Linked DNA regions of Cricetulus griseus: region 2 is linked to region 1. Evidence: chromatin contacts called from public Micro-C data. All regions are on one chromosome and are shown on one strand. The core of a region is the stretch at or near the end of the contact, and the rest is flanking DNA. Distances in the headings are between cores, read along the strand shown.

Evidence for each region. A called contact is a pair of places that touch in the nucleus more often than the background predicts.
Region 2: a contact with region 1 is called in a Micro-C map of the CHO-K1 cell line, with 2.4 times the contacts expected there. The contact joins the promoter of Utrn here to the enhancer-like site in region 1. A contact is called at or near these places in 3 of 8 Hi-C or Micro-C datasets (the CHO-K1 cell line and fibroblasts).

What each region holds. Positions count from the first base shown.
Region 1 is chr2:275,951,409-275,956,907 of CriGri-PICRH-1.0, reverse strand. No RefSeq gene overlaps it. Among named protein-coding and RNA genes, the nearest start is that of Trnal-uaa, 4.1 kb to the right of the region's middle. Within about 2 kb of position 3,752, at least 1 of the 6 cell types and tissues checked has open chromatin away from gene starts, as enhancers often do. A contact at or near this core is called in the CHO-K1 cell line, where this site is marked.
Region 2 is chr2:276,003,535-276,008,604 of CriGri-PICRH-1.0, reverse strand. Utrn (utrophin) reads right to left here and starts at 3,803. Exons shown (of 74, transcript XM_027402014.2): 1 at 3,668-3,803. It overlaps LOC118238364 (vegetative cell wall protein gp1-like), which reads left to right and starts at 3,191. Exons shown (of 4, transcript XM_035440387.1): 1 at 3,191-4,880. The coding sequence starts at 3,658. The coding sequence ends at 4,500.

The DNA of each region.
Region 1 (5,499 bases), core at 2,503-5,002:
TTTTACCCTTCTCCACCTTGATAAAAACTGTTAGATTATATTCTAAAGCTAGCCCCCAAGGTCCATTCCCTCATTTGGCCTCTTTCTCCAGCTGAGGCTGACTACCAAGGTCCAGCTATCAAAGTATTGAAGTCCAGCAATCAAAGGCCCCCTTTTGCCTTACCTAATTAACATGCTCAATCAAAACAAACCAACTCATCCTAACACAGGGTTTCTCCCTTTCCCTTTATAAACTACAGTTTGCCTATGGGTCATGTCTGTCTCCTCTCTATGTAGTGTCAGTCTTTTGTTCCCTCTCTGGGGCAAATATCCCTTCCCCCTCTCTCTTTCCCCCTTTCTCCCCTCTCCCTTGTTCCTTTTCCCTTCTCCCTCATCTTCTGTCTCCTGTCTTTGCCTCTTATTCTCTGTTCTCTGTCCCTCTGGGGCAAATAAACCGCCTTTGTGCTGAGAACTTGGTCTTTGTGCATCCTGTGCTGACTCTTGTCCTTTCTGACTCTCAGTACTGGAGAGGAGGAACAGGAATGCCATGAGTTCAAGACCAGCATGGGCTACATAGTGAATTTGAGGCTATCCTTGGCTAAATAGTGAGACCTTATCTAAAAGCAACCAAGCAAGCAACCAAAAACACCCACTTCTTCAGAAAACTCATTTTTAAAAGGAATTTTGTTTTTTAAAAATTTATTAATTTTTATTTTATATGCATTGGTGCTTTACCATGGGTGTCAGGTCCCCTGGAACTGGAATTACAGACTGTTGTAATGAGTTGCCATGTGGGTGCTGGGAATTGAACCCAGGTCCTCTGAAAGAGCAGTCAGCACTCTTAACTACTGAGTCATCTCTCCAGCCGCCCCCCCCCCCAAAAAAACCTCTTATACTATGTAATTAGTAATGCCAGTTCTGTGTTGCCTCATGGGTGCATGTTCTATACTGTGGATTTTACAAGTGTGCTTACTTCTGTGTTGGGGGATATTCGATCACATTGTGACCCCTAAGTTTGCATTTGCATTAATAAAGTAAAATTTACTTTGGGTCAGGAGGCTGCATTAGCAACTAGTTGACAGAAAGTAATCAGAATCTCAAAGGGCATCCAGGAGAGATAGAGAGTCACAGGAAGTAGTAGGGTGGGGGTTGGAGTGGCACGGGTTTTTCTAGCTTGGCAAATTGGAAACACCTGTCTTCATAGACGCCAGCAAGGAGAGAGAGGGTTAGCTAGTTGGTACTCAGTCTCTCTGAGCTTGCAGGTTTTCACCACAGCCTTTGAATCTCCAGTCTTAGTCATAATTAGAATAATAGAGATTTAGGTAAAGCTACCATTAGCAGCAGTGACAGAGCCAGGAGCAGAACTCTCACCAGGCTACTGCTATAGAAGCAGACCAGTCACTATGGAGTTGCAATTGTTGGCTGAGAAGCACTAGATTAAGGTACAGTCACTGTACTGAAGTTAAAAGCAAGACTTCTGTGTGTACTTCTGTAGCGGGGAGATTGCAGAGCTTGAGACAAATATTTTTTAAATTTGTTTTAAATTATGTGTGGGTATGTTTATCTGTATGGGAGTATGTGCACATGAGTTCAGGTAGAAAGGTGTCAGGTGCCCTGGAACTGGAGTTGTGGGCAGTTGTGAGCAACTATGTAAGTGGTTGTGAGCCACCAAGTGAGTTCAAGGAATTGAACCTATGCCCTCTGGAAGAAAAACCAGTGCTCTTAACCATTAAGCCATTTCTTCAGCCCCAACAGGCAAATACTCTTTTCATTATTGTTGTTATTGCCTTCTTTTCTTTGAGATGGGTATGATTTTCTATAGCCTGGCTGGCCTGGAATTCACTGTGTAACTCAGGCCTCTGAGTGATGAGATTTACACACTTTCACCAGGCCTGGTTTATCTTTTTCCTTTTCAAAATTTTATTTTATGTGCATTGATGTTTTGCCTGCGTGTATGTGGGGAGGATGCCAGATCCCCTGGAACTGGAGTTACAGACAGTTGTGAGCTGCCATGTGAGTGTTAAGAATCGAACCCGGGTCCTCTGGAAGAGCAGCCAGTTCTAGTAGGGGAAGCTGTAGCCACACCTACTTAGGGGCTGGCTACAGGTGTGCCTGACCACGCTTGCAAGGGCGTGGTCAGGGTGACGTAGAGTGAGACTTTCAGGGGACTGAGTTTTTCTCTTTCGGTTTCACTTTTGTACTTGTGGTACAGACTGCTGCCACGCCGGCTAGCTAGGTTGCTCTGTAAATAAGGCTTTTCCCTATTAAATACCCTTATATTTCTACCTGACTCCGTATTGGTAATTTCCCACTATAAGTTCTCTTAACCACTGAGCCATCTCTCCAGCCCCTCATCTTTTTTCTTAATAATCCATTTTAAAATATAACTTTAAAAATTACCTTTTCCCAGGCGGTGGAGGCAAACAACTTTAATCCCAGCATTCAGGAGGCAGAGGCAGGTGGATCTCTGTGAGTTTGAGGCCAGCCTGGTCTATTGGGTGAGTTCCAGGACAGCTAGGGCTGTTACACAGAGAAACCCTGTCTCAGAAAAACAAAACAAAAGTTACCTTCTATCAGGTGTGGTGGAGCACACCTTTAGTTCCAGCACTTGAGAGACAGACACAAAGGAATTATTATCTCCATTGAGTTCCAGGCCAACCTGGCCTACAAAGTTAGTTCCAGGTTATCCAGGGAAGTAGTGAGACCCTGTCTGGGGGTAATAGTACCTCTTCAGATAACTGACAATCTCACTACACTATAGATAGCAATGAATGAAATGGCCCAAAGCACAGCCTAACCCCAAAGATAAATTTGAGATTGGAATTGCTCATGCACATGGTAAAACCTTCCAAGATAGAAATGACTCATAAGTGACTTGAAGGTTTTCCCCCCTGGGCTTCTGAATTTTGGCACTAGCTAGTCTAGAAGGGAGAAAGGGGGAAGACAAAAGCAATAGCAGAAAGCCTGACCCATATTGTGTGAAGTCTTTTTTTATTCTTCCTTGTATTGCTGAAGTTCTGGGGCCTGGGGCCTCCCACATAGAGCAGGATGTCCTTCCAGAGTCTGATAATTCTTTTGTTGTTGTTGTTTATCAAGACAGAGTTTCTTTGTGTAACTTTGGAGCCTGTTATGGAACTGGCTCTGTAGACCCGGCTGGACTTGAACTCATAGAGATTGGCCTGCCTCTGCTTCCTGAGTGCTGGGATTAAAGACGTGCTCTACCACTGCCTGACCAGTTTGCTAGTTTTTAGGGGTTCCACACTGCTGGCTTTACCTAAACCAGTCAATACTCAGCCTGCTTCCCTTCTTTCTGTGCAAACCACACCTTCCCTGTACTTCCTCTGCCTGCTGACTGACCTTGAGACTTCTGCAATGGGCCACCTAGGACCAGGCAGGACTCCTGTCACAGGGATCTGTAGTGTGGAATCTTCTTTTACAGCAGTCGTGTGTGTGTGTGTGTGTGTGTGTGTGTGTGTGTGTGTGTGTGTGTGTGTGTACAGTAAACATGGTTAAAATGCATCCAAGGCACGTTTTTACCACATACCCTAAAAGAGAATGCTCAAGGATACAATGTACAGAATCAGGTGTGAATTTTTCCATTGGATTTTGAGGTCATTCACTTATTCAGTGAATGGAAAGTGAGTGCACATAAAATTCTAGAGATGCTCTGTTACTCATGATTCCCATTTCACGCTGGTGAGCACCCAGTGCTGACCCTGGTCAGAGATGACTGATAGGGGACAGTGCTGATCCCAACTGATTCATTTCCTGTGTCCCAGTCACAGACCCTCACTGCCCAGGGCAGTCAGTCTGCTCACACTGGGATGTCACTCCACACATCTCTATGTCGACTTTAGTCTGTGAGCAATATTAATGTCTATCACCTATGATTCTATTTCAGTCTGTCTGTCTGTCTGCCTGTCCTTCTTTCCTTCCTTCCTTCCTTTCTTTCTTTCTTTCTTTCTTTCTTTCTTTCTTTCTTTCTCTTTCACTAGGCTCTCATTATCTAGTCCTGGCTGGCCTAAACTTCACTATGTAGATGAGGCTAGTCTCAAACTCACAGAGGTCTACTAGCCTCTGCCCCCCAAGTGTTGATATTAAACTTTGTGTGTGCCACTATGCCCATTCACTTGTATCATTTTTTTAAATGCTGCAGACAACAATCATTCCCTTCCGGGTACTCTGATAAAAAGTCTAGGAATACTGAAATTTATGTTAATGGAAATTCAGTTTAGCCAGCTTGGTTCACAATGGCCTTGTGTCCAATTATAGAAAATTAATAGATGTATGCTTTCTGCCTCTACAGCTAAACTATCTTGAGATTCCATTTTACCCCAGTCAGAAAGGCTGCCATTAATAAATCACAAACAAACAAACAAACAAAACAAAACAAAACAAAAGCTGGCCATAGTGGCCCATGCCTTTGCTTCCAGCACTCAGGAGGCAAAGACAGGCAGATCACATAGTTCAAGGCTAGCTGGTCTACATAATAAGTTCAGAATAGCCAGGACTGAATAGAAAGACTCTCTCTCTCTCTCTCTCTCTCTCTCTCTCTCTCTCTCTCACACACACACACACACACACACACACACACACCCCAAATCAAACACACTCTGGCCAGAGTGGAGGTGGCAGACCTAGTACACAGCTAGTGGGAATGTAAATTAGTCACAGGTACTATGGAAATAAACAATAGAAGCTACACACACACACCCCTAAAAATAGAGTTATCATATAGTGTACTACTCCTGGGTATTTACCAGAGAAGTCTAGGTCAGCAACCACAAAGACACATTCCAGACGTGTTTACTGCTGTATTTTCCCCCAACAGCTAAGGAGAGGGGCCAGCCTAGGCATTTAACAGTAGATGAGTAGATACTGAAAATTCGGTATACATGCACAATGGAGTTTTATTCAACCATATCTAAACAAAATTATGCCATTTGCAGGAAAAAGATGAAGCTGGGTCCAAAGGTGGAAGGGGCAGTATAAGGGAAGAGGAAGGGAATGGGATACACAATTTTGAAAATGTCGTTATGAAATACATCATTTTGTGCTATGAATATGCTACTAAAAATTTTAGAGCTTGGAGCATTAAAATTTACTTCATATGAATAATTAGCATGTGTATGAGGTGCATAGCCTGCACCTGATTTGTTCATTGACTAATTGAAACTGTGCCTAAAAATGAAAAACAGGCTGTATAGAGCTGAAGAGATGGTTCAGCAACTAAGATCACTTGTTGCTCTTACAGAGGACCTGGGTTTGGTTCCTAGTGCCTATGTGACAGTTTATAAACTGTATTTCCAGTTCTGTGGGATTCATGGCTTCCTCCTGGACTGGCACCAGGCACCCAGGCAGTGTTCTTACATACGTTCAGACAAGCATGAATAGATATAAAACAAATGACTAAAAGTGGAAAACAAAAGAAGCTAATCAAAGTCCCCAAGCTCCAACCTACTACTGAGGAGGATTAAAAAAGCTTCTTGTGTAGGAATCTTGCAAGTGACCATGATAATA
Region 2 (5,070 bases), core at 2,554-5,053, 52 kb before region 1:
TTTTAAATGTTTATATGATTGTACAATTATTAAGAATTTACAGAGCCCGGGTGTAGTGGCACATGCCTTTAATCTCAGCACTGGGGAGGCAAAGGCAAGTGGATACCTGAGTTAGAAGCCAGTCTGGTCTACAAAGCGAGTTCCAAGACATACAGGGCTACACAGAGAAACCCTGTTTCAAAATATCAAACCAAAAAAAAAAAAAAAGAGTTTATAGATCTGGGTATGGTGACTCACAGCTACCTGTCCAAAAATTTAAAAGAAACTAAAAGGGCTGAGGACGTGATTCAGTGATATAGGACTTACCTATTATGCACACGGCTCTGGGTTTGATCCCCAGAACTACAAAAACAAACAACAACATTGACCTCAAAAGAGACCAGGGAAAAAGGATGGCAGCCTGGCCATTTGCCAAACAGTTTTTTACCTGGAGTGGACCAGTAACCCCAGCAGGAGAATCAGGAATTCATATACACTCCCTGCTATACAGAGAGTTTGAGGCAAGCCTGGGATACATGAGATGGAAAAACAAACAAACAAAAACAAACTTCACCCAAAGAATATCATCATAAAATTTTATATTCCTATCTACAACTACAAAACTGTGAAAGAGTTGCTAAACTTTTATGTGTATCTTAATATTTTTAGAGACCCAGAATCTTGTTCAGAGAATATATAAACATGTTATTATGGAAAATCCCAGTTGTCTAAGGAAAATTCTCTTTCCTGGAATGAAGTTCCTTCAAGAGACAAGTCCAGTGCTCTCCTTTAGAACTAGTTTTATCCAGGGACCTCCACATTAAGGCTTCTCAAAAAGTTTTCCACTCTACTAAAAAGGCACCTGCCACTAAGCCTGATCACCTCTGCATGTGTGCAATGGGACTTGCTCCCTCTTCACACATACAATCAATAAATATTTTAAATGCATTTTTAAAAATGTATGTGTAAATGCTTGCCTTATGAGTGTATGTAGTGTCCAAGGAGGCCAGAAAAGGGCATAAGAAAGTGAACCTGGACTGTCTCTTAACCACTGAGCCATCTTTAAATTTCTTTTAAAGAAAAAAGGTAACCTACACAGAGCTTCCTTTCATTTCCATATGACTAATAACACTTTTTCGTTATAATGTTTCATTCTGCCATTCTCCTTGGGATAAATTTTCCTAAGTCCTCTTCTTGATAATGCAAATGCCTACTACACTTCAAAATCATAGCAGAAAAAGTGATCAAGGAACTAGAAAAGAATGAAGACAGCTGGGCGGTGGTAGCCCACGCCTTTAATCCCAGCACTCGGGAGGCAGAGGCAGGGGATATCCGAGAGTTCGAGGCCAGTCTGGTCTTCAAAGAGAGTTCCAGGACAGTCTCCAAAACCTACAGCGAAACCCTGTCTCAGAAAAACAAACAAACAAAAAAAACAAAAACAACAAAAAGAATGACGAGGAAAGACACTAACAGAAGATCATTTAAACATTTAACAGCCACTAACTCTTGTTGCCATTAATGTCCCAGGAGTTCCAATTTCAGTAAGAAAGTTTAAGAATACTTCCTTCCAAACTACCAAGTGCAAGCCAGCCGTGGTGATACAACACCCATGGCTCAAGCTACTTTGGAGGCTGAAGCAAGCTCAAGGCCAGTCTGGGCCACATAATGAGAGCTGTCTCAAAATACATAAATAAAATGCTACGATAATTAGCTGTGGGAACAGAAACGAAGCTTCCTTAACAGCAATGGGCCCCAAAGAGGCTCGGCTTGCACACCTATGGAATGGAAGGAGCCACACTCCACACATATAAGGGAGAAACTAGAGGTGAATGACCTCGAGGTTGTGCAAGGAACCCTACACAATTGCTGCCAGGTCTCCTCCCTCTAAATGACAGTGGTGAAGTTTAGAGAAAGGTTCTCGCACTGAAACCCACCCACCCACCTACATGCACCAGTTTCTCCTTCAGGGTTGATGCTTCTCTGTTTGTTACACAGACCAGAACGCCAGAAATGGCGGCTTTAGAGGCAAAAGTTCAAGAACATACAACATTCAAAAAGTGTCATTATAAAAGAATATTCAACCATGTGCAGCTGTGACGGAAAGCTGTTAAATCTTGCAAAAACTATTCACTCACTAGTAACGAAAAGCTAGGAATGCTGGAGAGAGTGGTGAGGGAAGCGGAGGAACAAGTTTGCCATTCCACTTGTAAAGGAAACCGCTGAGTGCCAAGAACTGCCATTCACACTAGGAAGCGCTCCAGGGAAGGTTAATACCACTGTGATTAATGCTGTTTACAGGCGCAATAAATTTTGGATAAACACCCAAAGGAGAGTTAAAGCGCTATCTCGAAGGTCTCATAAATGCTGGTGAAAGGGACGGGGGGGGGGGGTGGCTTCAGCGCGAATGGCCCTCGCCCTCACCGCCTGATATCCTCAGGCTGAACGACCCACGAGCTTCGAATTCCTCCAGCTCACGAAGGCCCCAATGCTACCCGTAGGCTGCGTCCCCGGCGCCCACCAGCAGCCAGCCACCGAGAGTCCAGCCTGACTTCAGAGGCCCAGGACAAGTTCAAACCGAATGGATGCTGCTGCTGCCTCGCCATCCAGGAGATGCCTTCTCGTCTGGAATTCGTGCACTCTGGCCAAGGCGCACCCTCCCAAGCAACTCTTGGAGAGCCCACCTCTCTAGATAGTGGTGACCCAGGTGATCTGGAGGCTAGGAGGATAAAGGATGCTCCCTCGGGGACACTCCAGAAAGTGCAGCCCGGAATTACACCCAGGAGCTCTAATTTGAGGGTTCAAAAAGGCCAGGTCCCTGGCTCTCAGGGGTCACACACGTTTTCTCCTCCCCTTGAAAATAACCCTGGAACGCCACACGGTCGGAATCTAGGGACTTGAAAAGTCTCTGAACAATGTGCCTTCTAAAAGTTGCACAGCTCACAATTAGTTCTTTGTTGGTTTTGTAAGTGGCCTTGGGCAAGCAGAGAGCCTCAGACCCAGGCCAAAAGGGGGCATGAATTACCTTGTCAGTTGCAGTTAAGGGATGCCAAGAGTCCGGAAAAGCAGGCGACCGGGACTGTGCACCAATGAGGTATCCCCCTATCCCCGTCAGCCTCTCCAGAGCTGCTTGCAGGGAGCTGGCGATCTCGCCACACTGGGGCCCCACCCTCGGGAATAGCAACCACACAGAGGTCGAGCACGCCCCCAGCCTGGAGGCCGGCAGGGAAGCGCTCCCCAAGCCACTGACCGCACAACCGCCCTCCCCACCCTCTCCTCCGAGACACCGCCCGGGCCCCGCCTTCCCGGAATCTGAGGTGTGTGACAGGCTCTCTTGAAGAGGCCACGTACCCTCTTGTAGACTACTAGCCCTGCTCGCCCGCTCAGGACGATGAACGAACTGAAGACACCCTCTCTCCTCAGGAAGGGACAAGACGGACAGCACTGAACCAGCCCGAGAAATTTGAGACCTTGGCGACAAGTAGATTCCCACCTTCTCATCCCAGCTCCCTCCCGCCCAGGATGGGGGCGCTGAGCTCCCAGGGAAAGTGCAGAAGTTGGCCAGCCTGCTATTTCTGGACCGGGTGGAGGAACCGCAGAAAGGTCCCACCTCCTCTCAGCCCCCGCCCGGTTCCCTCGGGGACTGCGGTCACATTACACAGCCCGGAGCTTCAATAATGCATGGGCTTACCTGCTCGCCAAGTCCCTGAGGCCCAAGGGCTTCTCTGGGCGTGTTCGGGTCTCAGGAAGCCTGGTGTGCGGGAGCCTACGTTGGGCGATGCGAGGATTTTGGTTTTGCTTTTTCTTTTCTTTTTTTTTTTTTTAATGAAACGTGGAAAGTCAGACAAGATCCGAAAAAGGGGGAGGGGGGGAAGAAGAAGAAGAAAAAAAAAGAAAGAAAAGAGCTTGACACCCGATTGGAAACGCCCCCTGACTTGTGCAATCTTCCTGCCCTGTAGTTCCGCCAAAAACAAAACAGTCCAAACGCTAGCCAGGGGCAGGCGCGCGCTGGAGTTTTCCGTTTGCAGGAATGACTCGAAAGAAAAGGGGCACCACTCGCCGAGGTCGCCTGATCGGCTGAGGGAACCCGCGGCTCCTCCTTGGCCCTGGGCGGGAGAAATCCCGCGCCCGGCGCTGCCGGCTCCCCTCCTCCGGGGAAGGGCGACTCCACAACTTTGTGCGCGAGAGCAGCTCGCGGATCCGACTCCTCCTCCCGGTCCTCCCCCGCCGCCGCCGGCCCCTTTGTTGGAGAGCGAGGGTGGGGCGCTGCTTGGTCAGCCCGCCACCCCGGGAAGGGGGCTCGCGTCTCCGGCAGGGTTAGCCCAGCCCAGGAGCCGTGAATCCCGCAGGTCGGAGCCGCCTCCCGCTCCCGCCGCCTTGGCGCTCGTGCGCCCTCGGCACCCCGGCCCTAGCAACTTTGTTCCGGGAGAGATCAGTCCCTCTCGGCTCCCGGATCGGCCCTGCCCCTGCCTAGGAAGCCACCGCCGGCCGGGCTCTCAGAACGTGGCGCCTCGGGTCACCTGACCGCGCGCCCGGTCAATCAGCGTTAGCCCTAAGCGCCCTCCCAGCCCGCAGTAGCTGGCCCGGTGAGGTGCGCGGTGCGGGAATCCGGAACCAGTCGTGCGTGCTAAGAGCCAGAAGCTGGAATAGGCATTTGGGCGCACGCACCGTGCCCCTTATTCAAATTGTGCAAAAATGTGTGTCACGCCCCCCTAGGCACACTCTGTTAAGGTGTCTTTTCTTTCTTTCTTCTTTTCTTTCTTTTTAGGTAAATCTGGACCTGCTTGCCAATTCATCCCATCTCAGTTTACTGACGTTGTTGAGCCTGGGGTTCTAAATTCAAGGATATATTTATTTTATGCAATTGTCTTAGCCTTGTTTAAATGCTGTGAAAATAACTCCAGGTGCACTTATATTTTCATTAATATACACAAATAGTGCTGGTTCTGACATTTACATTTTTTTACTGTGTGTGTTTGTGTGTGTGTGTGTGTGTGTGTGTGTGTGTGTGTGTGTGTGTGTGTTCATGCACTTGGTGCATGGATTGGGGACACGGCACTACAGAAGTCAGAGAACAACTTTGTACAGTTACCT